Regions from separate parts of the Sus scrofa genome. Here regions 1, 3 and 4 are each linked to region 2. A link is a contact called in public Hi-C and HiChIP or PLAC-seq data. All regions are on one chromosome and are shown on one strand. The core of a region is the stretch at or near the end of the contact, and the rest is flanking DNA. Distances in the headings are between cores, read along the strand shown.

Region 1 (3,287 bases), core at 152-2,651, 190 kb after region 2:
CAACATGGTAAATCAACTATACCTCAGTAAGATAAATTGTAAAAGAAATGTAATTCCAGTCGAGGTATGCCCAGACAAGAACCCACTTCAGGGGCCTGGAAATCAGCTCTGAGCAGCACAGGTTTTTTGCTTCTTTGGCAGGTGGCCGCCCAGCATCCTGATTGGATGGTGCACTCAGCCGTCCCGGCGTCCATCAAACGTTACCAGCGTCTCCCTGGGTCTTCCCCTTTCCCCACCCACATTCCTCTGGGTCCCAGCTCCCCGGGAGCAGCTGGGCTCTTGTCCATCTCCTAATTTGGGCCGCCTCGAGGAGGCCACTGGGGTCAGAGCCTGGGTGCGCCTCAGCGCCAGGCAATTGTGAGACTCGACCCTCTTATTCAGATGCACCAGGGCGCCCATCCCCCCGCCCCAACACTCCGGCCTGCCACGCCCTTCTCATAACCTCTGCGCTCTCATGCCTCTCTTGCCCCTTGTACCAAGGACCACTCCATCATATATGAATTATCTGAACAGGCCCCCGCTTGGCTTCAGAGCTGGAAGGGTCTGGGAGGGGGCGGGGGCGGCTTCAGGCCCCCATTGCATGTTCTTCTGCCCCCCCTTGGCCTCCACAGGACACAGGGCGACCTCTGCAGTGGCCCCCGCCTCTGCCCAGTGGCCCAGGCCAGAATGGTACCCCCTCACGGTCCTTCCACTGGAACATCAATATTTCAGTCCACGAACACAGGTAGATCAATTCCTTCTCTCCAGGGCTCTCTGCAGCCCCAGCAGGAGGCTTCACCCACCCTCCCCAGGGGCGCCTCCACCCAGGCAGCCAGAATGGCCTCCTTCACTTCCAGCCCTGACCACTCCTCGCTGAGGAAGCCGTGCCAAGGCTCTCATCGCCCACCTACCGAAGCCCTGGCTTGCATTCTGGCGCCGCAGGCTGCAGAGTTCCCCGCCCCCGCCCCCTCCCCATTTTCCCTCTAATTCTGATCTGATTGTTGAGTTGAGTGGGTGTCAGGCGGTATCTGGCTTCCTGGTTTGGTCAGCTTCCTCTCCTCCCTTCCACTTACTTTGCAAACGCCTTCTTTAAGAAGGCTCAGGTCCCGGAGCCTGGGCTGATTTAGGGCACCCTCTGGTCTGGGCTCCCTCCACCTCCTTCCTGTCCCCGCCCCGAAGCCAGCTCCACATTTGCATTACCTGCCCGGTAGGGCTGGGGTCGCCCGGAAGGGAGACTGGCCCTGCGTCCTGGCACCGGGCAGTTGGGGGCCCACGGAAAGTGTGTGGAATGAAAGAATGAGTAAATCAACCATGAAAAAGAGGGACCTTGCAACTGCTGACTTCACCCAGACCACGAGGGAGCGGAAAGAGTTGGGGGCGTGGTCACGCTTGACGGACAGGCCCACGGCCCATTGCAAGGGAGGCCGACGGGCCGCCCCGCCAGCCGACGGGCCGCCCCGCCCACCGGCGGCAGGATAAAGGCGGAGCCCGGCGCCGGGCGACTGCGGACAGCTGGTGAGGGTTCACCTGCCGCAGGTGCTCCGGGCGGACGGGGACGAACGAGGACCCACCCAGGGCTGTGCTCTGCCAGGAAGATGCTGCGCGAGCGGACCGTGCGGCTGCAGTACGGGAGCCGCGTTGAGGCGGTGTACGTGCTGGGCACGCACCTCTGGACCGATGTCTACAGGTGAGCTGGGCCACCGCGCTGGCCCGAGACCCCCTCCAACTCCGGGCTCGGCCCAAAATCTAAGCCCCAGAAATCCCGAGACCCTCCCCGGACTTGGAGACGCGGGCAGCCTTCCTCCAGCCCGAGTCATCCCTCGCCCCCGAGGCCCCCGCGCCCAGAAATCTTAAGAACCTCCCGCAGAAACTTGGGAACCCCCAAACCTTGTGTCAACCTCCGCGAGAAATCTAGAGACCTTCCCAGATGCCCTGACACGGCCCCAACCCCCTTTGCTACTCCTTTCCCAGACCCCGCCCCTCACCTCGGGCTTCCCCCCACTGGACCCTCCCCAGTCCCTCTCCCAGGACAACCTCAGCACCTTCCAACTTCCTAGTCATCCTCCCCTCTTTCCCTCCCCGCTCCCCCCACCCCACACGTCCCTTATGCCCCCTCCCTTCTCCTCAGACCCTACTGACTCACCACCCACCTCAACTCAGCGCCTTGCCCCACTCCCAGATCAGCTGAGCCTCCTGCAGGATTTGCTGGAGGCTGAGACTGGGCCAGAGGGGAGCTGCCCAGTGGTGGAATCTGGCTCTAGGGGTTGCCTAAGCTCCAGTTTCACCCTGTGGGGGCTGCTGGTGATTGCCTGTCCCCAGGCACTGGCCATAAGCTCCATGTCCCCAAATGCCTTCCCTTGACTTCACCCTGGGGTCAGGGAGGGACTTTGTTCCCGCAAACCGAGGTGGTGCAGTTGGGATCTTTGTCAGAGGAGAGCTCCTGATTCAGGACCCTGTTGCCACCGGCCCTTTGCTCCTGTCCATGAACTTTGGTGGGGTGCAGGATTTCTGAGACAGTAGGACATGGGGTGAGGGAATTGAAGTCAGGGCCTACCTCCAGCCCCCAGCCCCGCCCCCGGGAAGCAGCCAAGTCCAAGGAGCCATCTCCCTGCGATGCTTGGGGCAGGCCTTGCAAAGTGCGGCTGGTGTGAATGCAGGGCCGAGGGTCTTGGACGGGATCCTGCAGAACCTCTATTCCAAGCATTTGAAATGTTCCCCATTGCTAGCGTGGGAGGGGTCAGTGGTGAGAGGAGGGAGCATGCTGGGCTCAGGGCTGGGACCCCATGCTGATACCCTGGGGCATGTCCCTTAGCCTCTCTGTGCCTTGGGCTAAGCTGGAGGTGCCGAAGTGGCCTATTGCTCCCACATCATTCTGTCATCCGGAGCACCCTGCCTCTCCCAGGCCCCCACCAAACCCCATCCCTGGGTCTTTCCACACACCCTCCCCAGCCCATGCTCTCTGTCACCTCCAGTGGCCCTGGCAGCTCTGTGGGGCCAGTCTTCTGCCACCTCCTCAGCAGGCGCTGTCCTTCCCCTAGGGCAAATGACCCCGTCACCCTGCAGACCAAGGTCTGTCCCCACTCCTCAGCCCCTGGCCTCAGTTGTCCACATGTAAACCTCAGGGGTGGTTTCTGGGCTCACAACACAGAAGTGGAGTGTGGTCCAGGCCTCAGTGGCCTGGGAGGGCTCCCTTCCCTTCCCCACCCCCAATCCTGAACTGGGCCCTACCAGGAAGTGGGCAAGGAGCCAGGATGCTCAGGTCGCTAAGCCTCAGCTGTCATTATACCCGCCTGTTTGTTCACTGGGGC
Region 2 (3,401 bases), core at 266-2,765:
CGCGCAAGGAGAACCCAGTGAAGTAAAGAGAGCTTCTGGGGTGCAGGTCGAGGTTGAGTCCTACCTGGTCTTTCCTGCCTCCGGTGGGCTTTATTTTGCCAGTGCGGGCGATGTCTGCGCTCAGGGAGATTTCTGAAATCCCAGGGAGGAAGAGGAGAAGGTTGGCAAGGGCACAGTGTAGGGGCCCAGAGTCTGGCCCCAGCTGGACAGTCCTTTCCCCAGGAGACGTGCCTGCGCAAAGGCTTCTTCCCCACCCCCCACCCCTACCCCCAAGTCCATACCCCCAATCCCTGTCCCCCAACTCCTCACCCCCACCCCCTCCACCCTGCTTCAGAGGAGACACAGGTTGAAAGACCGCCACGTCTCCCAAGAAGGAGTTTGGCTGCCATTCAGGCAGCAGAACCAGGGCTTCTGACCACACCCATTCTCCTTGAGTGGGGCCCAACCCCAGAGGTTTCAGAAAGAGTTCCTGGCCATCCCAATGGACGTATGGTGCCAAGCCCTTGCAAGGACATTTTACAGGCTCTCAGAGGCCTCTGGCCTCATCTCCAGCCCCATGACCTTGGGTGGAGGGACACAGGGGTTACTCCTACCCCACCTGGCTCTTCATTCTGTGTGTTGTGATGACACGGGGGACAAATCATGGTCCTACACATACTCTGCTCCAACCCGGTGGCAGGGCTGAGAAATTGCACCTTTGTTTCTAAACGCATCCCCTTCATCAGAACGAATGAGTACAAGACCATTCCCATGACACTGTGTAGCAACCTGGCGAGCTCACAGTAGCAGATGGATGACCTTTCAAACTGATCCATAGCCACGTATCTGTATTGAGCCAGAGACCATAGCCCTTGGGGGTCTGGACCTCCTGGCTCCTTCACTAACTGGTTGTGTCATCTTGGGTAAGTCTGATTACCTCTCATACCTCAGTTTCTTCATCCATAAAATGGCATACTAATAGTACCCATGTCATTGGGTTGTTGTAAAGTTTAAATGTAAATTCTTGGCACAGTGCTTGGCATAGATCAAGTGCTGTATTTTTATTATTATTAGCATTAATAACATATGGATCAGTGAAAAAAGTGAATGAAATTCACTAATGAAGTCTTCGCATGCTGTTCATGTAGTTAATGAACATTTACGTAATAATAATATCATGGTGTTATTGTTCAAGATGGGATCAAGTTAAAAATGTACTTTAAAGAAGAATACTAAGTAAATACGCATATGAGTAGATCATTGATATGGCAAAAATGATGAAATAGGATGTAAATAATGAAATTGGGGGAACACCAGTTTGTATTATTGTGTAAGACAGTGTTATCATCTATTTTGTTCTCATAAATATTTGAGGTTTCAAAAAGGTATGGAGACTCATTTATTGAAAATCCATGTACCACTTCCTAAGTTGAGAAATAAAATATTGAGAAATAATTGAAGCTTCCTGCAAATGCCCTCTGCTCCCCAGTTGTATGTGTGACTCATGGACTGAGGAATGACTGGTTAGAAATACTCCTTTTCTCTGCCGGGTCTAAAGTAAGCTTCATGGTGTCATTTCTCTGGAAAGATGCCTTCTGGGGATGTGTCTGTGGAGGTGGTGGGGGCAGTGCCCCAAGATCCTGGGCATCACTTACCAACCCCAGTGATGTAGAGCAGGGCTTGGACTGGGGCGGTCTCAGGTCCATAGTATGAAATCTGAACCTACAGGACAAAAGCAAACCACAAACGATGATTTCTCTTAGTCATTCAACAAACACTAACTGGTCTGCTATGTGCCAGCTCAGAGGGGGATGCTGAGGAGACATGGCTGGGGCTCCCCGCCTGTTAGGAACATCACAGTTGGTCAGAGTGGAGGGGTAGCAAAACACTCGAGTGACTGTGATGCAGAGAAGATGGTCCCGTGGGAGCCGAAGGATGCAGGGGCTTACTCTGCTTGCGTTGTGTCAGGGAGGTACCCTTTGAGGTAGATCTTGGAAAGGGAGCAGGCGTGCAGCTGCTCTCCTGGAGATGCGGGGGAAGAGGCATTCAAGGGGAGTGTTGATTATAAGTCGCAGAACCTGGCTGGCAAACAGAGGGTGGGAAGAGACCTGAAGAACCCCCCCCACCCCCCACCCCCAGAAAGGCTGGAGCCTGGGACCTTCGAGGGTCTGGAGAGTGAGAGCTTTGGGTGATGCTGGTCTCTGCAGGGCAGGTGCTCTTGAGATTAAGAAACACCAACCCAGGAGTTCCCGTTGTGGCTTAGTGGTAACAACCCGACGAGTATCTATGAGGATGCAGGTTTGATCTCTGGCTTCACTCAGTGGGTGAAGTATCTGGCGTTGCCGTGAGCTGTGGTGTAGGTCACAGACACGGCTCAGATCCCATGTTCCTGTGGCTGTGGCATAGGCCAGCAGCTGCAGCTGCAACTCTATCTCTAGCCTGGGAACTTCCATATGTTGCAGGTGCGGCCCTAAAAAGCAAAAAAAAAAAAAAAAAAAAAAAAAAAAAAAAAGAAAGAAACACCAACCTGACTGCCCAGCGTTCACCATCCAGGAAGAAGGCATCCGGTTAGCCCAGCCGGCCAGAGAACCAGGAGCCACACTTCTAAGCAAGATGGTGAAGGGGAGGCCCCCAGGGCAAAACGAAGAGCTGACACCAGCAGGAGAGGCACTCGAAGGGGATGCGCTGAGGTGTTTGGCCCTGTCCTGTACACACGGCAGGGATCCAGGGAAGTGTCACAGCCACCATCACCGGTGTCTGGATCGTGGCATCAGCCTCCTGGCTGGCTGGGCGCCCTACCCCCGTCTACTGCCTAGAGGCACTGCAGCCGTGGATCTTTCTAACACAGAGAGGTGGTGGTGATACTCCCGGCTGAAAGGTTTTCACTGGCTTCCTGTCGCCCTAAGAGAAGAGTTCCTGATGCCAAGCCCTCTAACACTGGCACCCTCTCCCCGACTTCTCTCCATTTTCCTTTCTTTCCCTACAGCACACGCGTCCCTCACTTTTATCTGGATTTCCTAAACAGACCACAACCTCTCTATAGAGCTGGCCCTCCTCTTTCCCTTGCTTAAGCAGGTCATGCATACTATCCTCCAGCTTGCTGCTTCTCCCAGGAAGCGTTCCCTGATTGCACCCTCCCCAACCACCTTTAATCCCCAGGTCTGTATTTCTTTTTTTTTTTTTTTTTTTTGTCTTTTTGCCTTTTCTAGGGCTGCTCCCATGGCATATGGAGATTCCCAGGCTAGGGGTGTAATCGGAGCTGTAGCCACCAGCCTACGCCAGAGCCACAGCAATGTGGGATCTGAGCCACATCTGCAACCCACACCACAGCTCATGGCAACGCCGGATCCTTAACCCACTGAGCAAGGTCAGGGATCTGAACCCTCAACCTCATGGTTCCTAGTCGGATTCGTTAACCACTG
Region 3 (3,249 bases), core at 367-2,866, 170 kb after region 2:
CAAAATAATATATTTCAGCAAAAGAAAATCCAAGGTCATTCATCAAATCCAGCCATCAAATCTCTTTAGTGTCCTTTACTCTAGAGCAGTTCCTCAGACTTTCTTTGTGTTTCATGACATTGACATTTTTGAAGAGTCCAGGGAGTTTTTTTCATAGAATGTCCCTTAGTTTGGGTTTATCTGAGCATGACAAACAGTGGCACAGCTATAGGTTGATAGCATGCACATCACCATGGTGCAGCCTTTTATTTTTTTATTGCCAGTGCAGACCCATCATGTCAAAAACGGAAAAGCGGATGTTGAATGTTGCACTTTTTTTTTTCTTTTTTGGCACGTGGAGTTCCTAGGCCAGGGATCAGATCTGAGCCGCAGCTGCAGCCTACACCGCAGCTATGCAGGGCCAGGGATCGAACCTGCAGCCCAGAGCTCCAGAGACACCGCCAATCCCAACTGCACCACAGTGGGAACTTGTGCACTTTTTTTTTAATTGTGGTAAAATACGCAAAACATAAAATTTACCATTGTAACCATTTTTAAGTATATGGTTCCATGGCATTAAGTACATTCACATGGTTTTACAACCCTCACCCCCAAGAATGCTTCACCTTGCAGAACTGAAACTCTGCACGCATCAAACAATAACTCCCTATCCTGCCTCCCCACCCCACCCCCCGCCCAGCTGAAGAGGCAGCTATGTGCCTGACAGCAGCTTCGCTCCCCCCATACCACCCTTCTTGTCATCTTGTGGCAACCACGTGCCTTAAGTCCTTGCTAGCAGCTCAGCTAGCAGTGCTCACCATTGCTTATCAGTTTCGTTTTTGTAATCTTGTTTACTCAGCTTCTTAGGCAGGAACACTGTCTGCTCAGGGGAGGAGGGGGCGGGCCAGTTTCGGGATGGGGGGAACAAGACTGGGACGTCTGTATTGTACAAAAGCCACCCAGAACAAAGACCTGGTGCTCAGACTCTGGAGGCAACGCCTCTGAGCCCACACCGGTGCTGAATAAACCTAGCTATTCCGTATCTCGGAGTGCCGGAGTGCCGCTTTCCGCTGCTACGGTTTCTGCAAGAGTAGCATGTGTCAGAATCCCCTTCCTTTTAAGGCTGAATAATATTCCATTGTATGTATGTATCATATTTTGTTGATCCATTCATCCATGATAGTTAGATGTTGCACTTTTAAGGCAGAGTGGAGTATGTATTATTCTAATTAGTTGGCAAAGGATTGTGTGCATAATGCAGTGACATTATATCTGTGCTGAAAGACACAATATGTATCTTGGTCCATGGCACCTAAAACATTTACTATCTGGTTGTCTACGACCCCCGTTTTGGTTTATCCTGCCTCCACAGAAGCCCTGGGGCTAGACTGCAGGTCTGACTCCATTGCATGATGATGTTGGCAGGGTTCCCATTTCAAATACAGGCACAAATGCTCAACCTTTTACCTCTAACTTTATGTGGGCTTCCCACAAATGCATTTGACCCTTTCCTGTTAACTGTGCCAAGATGAGCCCTGCACCTGGCCCAGAGTAACCCCCAGTCCAAACCCCAACCCCCAAGCCAGCCCTGTCCTTTGTTGCCCAAACATCCGTCATTGTGTAAGTATTTCCTGATTCCTCTTCTGTACTCAGGCCTGGGAAGTTGATACTTGAGGAAGGGGGGAGGGGGGCAGGGGAAGGTGGTGAGACTTGTTGCTTGTGGGCCAGACCTGTCCTTGCCTTCCCCACCCACACACTCGGCATCTTCTGGAAATTAATCATAGAATTTGCAAATTACAGGATCTGAGGCACAAAGGCTCCTCAGCATGTGTGAATTATAGAACCTCCAAGTGTCTAAGCTCTTGGGTTAATAGACGCTTAGAGCGGAAGAAATCTAAGATCTAAGCCTAATAAAGTGTTAGGATTAGGGAATCTGACGGTGCTAAATTGCTAAAAATAAAAAACATTAGTAGGAGTTCCCATTGTGGCTCAGTGGAAACGAATTCGACTAGTATCCATGAGGACGTGGGTTTGATCCTTGGCCTCGCTCAGTGGGTTAAGGACCCAGCATTGCCATGAGCTGTGGTGTAAGTCACAGACACAGCTTGGATCTCAAGTTGCTGTGGCTATGGCGTAGGCTGGCAGCTGCAGCTCCGATTTGACCCCTAGCCTTGGAAACTTACTTGTGGTGCAGATGCAGCCCCCATAAAAAAATAAAAAATAAGGTTTTTTGTCTTTTTGTCTTTTCTGGGGCCACACCCACAGCATATGGAGGTTCCCAGGCTCGGGGTCTAATTGGAGCTGTAGCTGCCAGCCTACACCATAGCCACAGCAACACCAGATCCAAGCCGCGTCTGCAACCTACACCTCAGCTCATGGCAATGCCAGATCCTTAACCCACTGAGCGAGGCCAGAGATCGAACCCACGACTTCATGGTTCCTAGTCAGATTCGTTAACCACTGAGCCATGATCGGAATTCCAAAAATTAAAGTTTTTTAATTTAAAAAATTAAAACTGATCAATCACATGGACCTTGTCCATACAGTTTCCTGCCCGGCTGGCCCCTTCCCTCTCTCCTCACCTCCCGACCTCTGCCTGTTGACAGGCGGTCCACTCGAGGGTCTCCCCAAACATCCCCTCCACCAGGATGTGCCCTTCGTACCCCTGGGCAGAGGTGGCAGCCCCCTTCTTTCTTCGGGCTCACCTCAAGCCTACAAGGCACTTTATTTCTCAGGGCCTCAGTCTCCCATCTGCAAAATGGGAAGAAAAAAGTATCCCCCCCCCCAAAGGGCTGTTGTGAGAATGAGGTTAGAGAACTCGGGAAATGCCAAAGCCACTACCGGACATAGAACATTAGCTGAAGATCTCGGGGGCGGGGGCTGGGGGGCAGGGTGCCTCTGGCTCCAGGCACACAGCCTCCCTGGACACGTGCAAAACCAATTGAACCTGGTGTTGAACCTGATCTCTGGAAGAGGCAGGGAGGTGCCCATCTAGGAAAACTCCCTGAAAGAGGGTGGATTGCCTTTGCTGAGACACATTTAGATGATGGTGAAGATGAGGGTCAAGGGTGGGGTGAGGCCAGTGTCTGATTTCCCCCCAGCTGGAGCCGATGACAGGTTGGAGGGAAGGGCTGGGGGAGGAGTGGGGGAGTTGATCATCTAGCCTGGTGGTGGTGGGGGATAAGGTTTTCGCTCTGAGAGAAGTCACCCCAGCAAGCAAGGAAAGGAATGGTGTATTTATTGAGCACTTACTGTGTGCCGAGTCTTACA
Region 4 (3,240 bases), core at 483-2,982, 230 kb after region 2:
CTATTCATGCCAGGACTGTTCTAGTTACATGTTCTAGCCCGTGGGTGTCGGGTCATTAATCATTGTTGTTGACAATCGTACTAAGCTGAGCCTGCTTCTGCCCTTCCAGCTCTACAGGGCATAAAGAAGCTCCTTCTGGAACTGCATAGGGTCCTACCTCCATGCCCCTGGCAATGCAAGTATTTCCTCTCTTCACAGCACCCCACCTCTGCCACCTGAAGGGGGTCTCAAAGGCTGCCTTTCTCTGCTCAAACACCCCCCACCGACCTTCCTTTCCCTGCCCCCCTCACCCCCACTAAACAGGGGTTCTCTCACCCCGGAGCTCCAGTGTAATGCTTCCCGCACCTGCGCTGTCTTATCATCAGCTGAACTCTGCTCTTAGACTCTAGAGGCTGCACCCTGACCACCTCTGTCTCCCCCAAGGGCCTTGCCCATGTGCTCACAGAGCGGTAATGCCATACATGTGCTCTGAACAGGCCTGAAAATTCTCCCACAAGGCATAGCGTGGGAGCCATTGGTTCGTTCAGTCCACATTCATGAACGCAGCTTGCACAGGCCCAGCCGGGCCCGTCTCTGCCCGCACACAGTCTCTCGAGGCCAACAACTAAATACCGAGATCATATCCATTTAAAGGCTGTGATGGTGGAGTTCCCGTCGTGGTGCAGTGGTAAACGAGTCCGACTGGGAACCATGGGGTTGCGGGTTCGGTCCCTGGCCTTGCTCAGTAGGTTGAGGATCCGGCGTTGCCATGAGCTGTGGTGTGGGTCGCAGACGTGGCTCGGATCCCACATTGCTGTGGCTCTGGTGTAGGCCAGCGGCTACAGCTCCGATTGGACCCCTGGCCTGGGAACCTCCATGTGCTGCGAGAGCAGTCCAAGAAATGGCAAAAAGACAAAACAAATAAAATAAAAATAAATAAAATAAAGGCTGTGATGGGAAAGGACGGGGGCTACAGAAGCTCCGGTCAGAGCCCCTGGCTTGTTCTCTGGGAAGTTCAGCACAATTCCCAGAAGTGACACCAAGCAAGGCCTGGCAGAAGGAGGAACACAATTCTTCCAAGAAGAGGGAACAGCACTATGAAGGGCTGGCCAGTTTGGTCGGGCAGGAGGGCAGGGACACCTGCCTTTCCTCCCAGCTGCAAAAATGCGCAGCCAGAGACCCACACGCCAATATGGCTGCCATTACCTGGAGGGGGATTTTTGGCATAAATGGGCACAATGGTGTCTTATTTATATGAAGGACAGGAAGGGGAGTTCCCACTGTGGCTCAGCGGTAATGACCCCGACTAGTATCCATGAGGATGCGGTTTTGATCCCTGGCAGCATCGCTCAGGGGGTTAAGGATCTGGTGTTGCTGTGAGTTGTGGTGTAGGTCATAGATGTGGCTTGGATCTGGCATTGCTGTGGCTGTGGCATAGGCCGCCAGCTGAAGCTCTGTTTCAACCCCTAGCCTGGGAACATCCTTATGCCATGGGTACAGCCCTTAAAAAAAAAAAAAAAAAGGGACGAGGGAGGGTTGGGGTTCAGAATTAGCCATGGATTTGAGTCCAGCTCAGCTACTTACTGGCTCTATGACTCCGACGAGCCATTTCTCCCTTTGGAGACTCAGTTTCCTCCTCTATCAACTAGGAGCAATCGTTTCCTTCCTCACGCCCCTGGCTGCCCAGCCCACGCCTGCTGTCATGTCACGGGCCCTTCCTGGGAGAGACAGCTCACTTTGCAGATGAGGAAGCCAGAAGCCAGAGAGGGTGTCTGGTTCGGTGCCACATGCCCAGGGCACAGCAGTGCTGGGACAGTGACCAGGCCACGGCCCTTCTGGTGGCACTTCCTGCTTGTGCTTTCCTCTCTGTGTCTAGAGGACGGGTGACTCTGCCGTCTTGTCCCCATCAGTGACCCGGCCCCACACACCGCTTCTTGGTTGGCAGTGGGGCCTGACGTCGGTCCTTCTCCCCCCAGACCCGTTTTTCGGCCAGCGCTACATCCACATCCTGGGCCGGCAGAAGCTCTACCACGTGGTCAAGTACACAGGCGGCTCCGCGGAGCTGCTGTTCTTCGTGGAAGGGCTGCGTTTTCCCGACGAGAGCTTCTCGGGCCTGGTCTCCATCCATGTCAGCCTGCTGGAGTATATGGCAGAGGTGAGGGCTCCAGGTCGCCACCGGGGGCCGAGCGGGGTCTCCTCTGGAGGGCCATTCCCAGGAGTCCCCACTGTGCTTCTCTCCCCTTGAAGCCCTAAGGGGTGGGGATCCAGGCTTGGAGACCTACATGCCCCACCATCCACAGGATCTACCAGGGTCCCAGAGCACAGCTCCTTGCTGAACCTACTTTTCTTTTCTTTTCTTTCTTTTTTTTTTTTTTTTTTTTTTTTTTTTTTTGGCTTTTTAGGGCTGAACCCGAGGCATATGGAAATTCCCAGGCTAAGGGTTGAATCAGAGCTGTAGCCACCAGCCTACGCCACAGCCACAGCAACTCCGGATCCTTGAACCCACTGAGTGAGGCTGGGGATCGAACCCACCGCCTTACTGATACTAGTCGGGTTCGTTACCGCTGAGCCAGAACGGGAACCCCCAGTGTTTGTTTTCTGACCTCATGCCTGTCCCCTCGTCTGCCCTCCTCCCTGCAGAGGGTGGACCTAGTTCGGAGGCACAGAGCCCCAGAGGTTAGCGCGAGGAGCAAACTGGGCCACGCACGAGAGGTTTGTTGACTGCCTGTGTGCCTTGCTCTTCCCTCCCTGACTGACCCCTCACCCTAACTGTGGGTTCTCCCACCTCTGACCATGGGCTGAACCCCAAATCCCAGTCCCAGCCCATGTCCCCTCCTTGTGGCCAACATCTCACCCACCTTTATTCTTGGTGTGGGGAGATTGGACGAGAGGAGAGTGCCTGTCCCAGTAGAGGCAAAGCCCCCCAGCTTGGGGTGTGTCTGGCCCATCAGGACCTCCCCTCAAAGCCTGCAGCCCCAGACCCCCACCGCTCAGGCCCACCCTGCTTTCCTCATCTATATGGAGGGTCCTTGCCCCCCTCAGACATGGCATCTCCTCCCAAATTCAGCCCCAAACCATTTTGGGGCAGGACGATGCGGGCTCTGTTGAAGGGGAACCTGGGTGGGTCTTGCTTAGATTTAGGCGAAGGGGCTATGAGACATTGGGCAAGTGAATTTTCTCCTTGTGCTTTTGTGTCCCCATCTGGAACATAGAAATGACACTCGGAGTTCCCATTGTGACTCAGTGGGTTAAGAACCTGAC

The links. Hi-C and Micro-C count contacts between places; a contact is called where the count stands out from the background. HiChIP or PLAC-seq counts read pairs in DNA pulled down with a chosen protein or histone mark.
Region 1: a Hi-C map of alveolar macrophages shows a contact between it and region 2, with 3 times the contacts expected there. The contact joins the promoter of PADI2 here to the enhancer-like site in region 2. A contact is called at or near these places in 1 of 5 promoter capture datasets (liver), 27 of 47 Hi-C or Micro-C datasets (adipocytes, adipose tissue, alveolar macrophages and 16 more) and 2 of 2 datasets of contacts at active chromatin or transcription factors (alveolar macrophages and skeletal muscle).
Region 3: a contact with region 2 is called in a Hi-C map of embryonic fibroblasts, with 2.2 times the contacts expected there. The contact joins two enhancer-like sites. A contact is called at or near these places in 1 of 5 promoter capture datasets (liver), 27 of 47 Hi-C or Micro-C datasets (adipocytes, adipose tissue, alveolar macrophages and 16 more) and 2 of 2 datasets of contacts at active chromatin or transcription factors (alveolar macrophages and skeletal muscle).
Region 4: a contact with region 2 is called in an H3K27ac HiChIP or PLAC-seq map of alveolar macrophages. The contact joins two enhancer-like sites. A contact is called at or near these places in 1 of 47 Hi-C or Micro-C datasets (liver) and 1 of 2 datasets of contacts at active chromatin or transcription factors (alveolar macrophages).

The regions. Positions count from the first base shown.
Region 1 is chr6:75,754,091-75,757,377 of Sscrofa11.1, reverse strand. It overlaps PADI2 (protein-arginine deiminase type-2), which reads left to right and starts at 1,401. Exons shown (of 16, transcript XM_003356166.4): 1 at 1,401-1,666. The coding sequence starts at 1,575.
Region 2 is chr6:75,945,740-75,949,140 of Sscrofa11.1, reverse strand. It overlaps PADI4 (protein-arginine deiminase type-4), which reads right to left. Exons shown (of 16, transcript XM_021095428.1): 3 at 1,635-1,701; 4 at 65-132. Among named protein-coding and RNA genes, the nearest start is that of PADI4, 12 kb to the right of the region's middle. Within about 2 kb of position 1,515, at least 9 of the 83 cell types and tissues checked have an H3K27ac peak or open chromatin away from gene starts, as enhancers often do. A contact at or near this core is called in alveolar macrophages and embryonic fibroblasts, where this site is marked.
Region 3 is chr6:75,772,093-75,775,341 of Sscrofa11.1, reverse strand. No RefSeq gene overlaps it. Among named protein-coding and RNA genes, the nearest start is that of PADI2, 18 kb to the right of the region's middle. Within about 2 kb of position 1,616, at least 27 of the 83 cell types and tissues checked have an H3K27ac peak or open chromatin away from gene starts, as enhancers often do. A contact at or near this core is called in alveolar macrophages and embryonic fibroblasts, where this site is marked.
Region 4 is chr6:75,714,888-75,718,127 of Sscrofa11.1, reverse strand. It overlaps PADI2 (protein-arginine deiminase type-2), which reads left to right. Exons shown (of 16, transcript XM_003356166.4): 7 at 1,956-2,134. Among named protein-coding and RNA genes, the nearest start is that of SDHB, 38 kb to the right of the region's middle. Within about 2 kb of position 1,732, at least 3 of the 83 cell types and tissues checked have an H3K27ac peak or open chromatin away from gene starts, as enhancers often do. A contact at or near this core is called in alveolar macrophages, where this site is marked.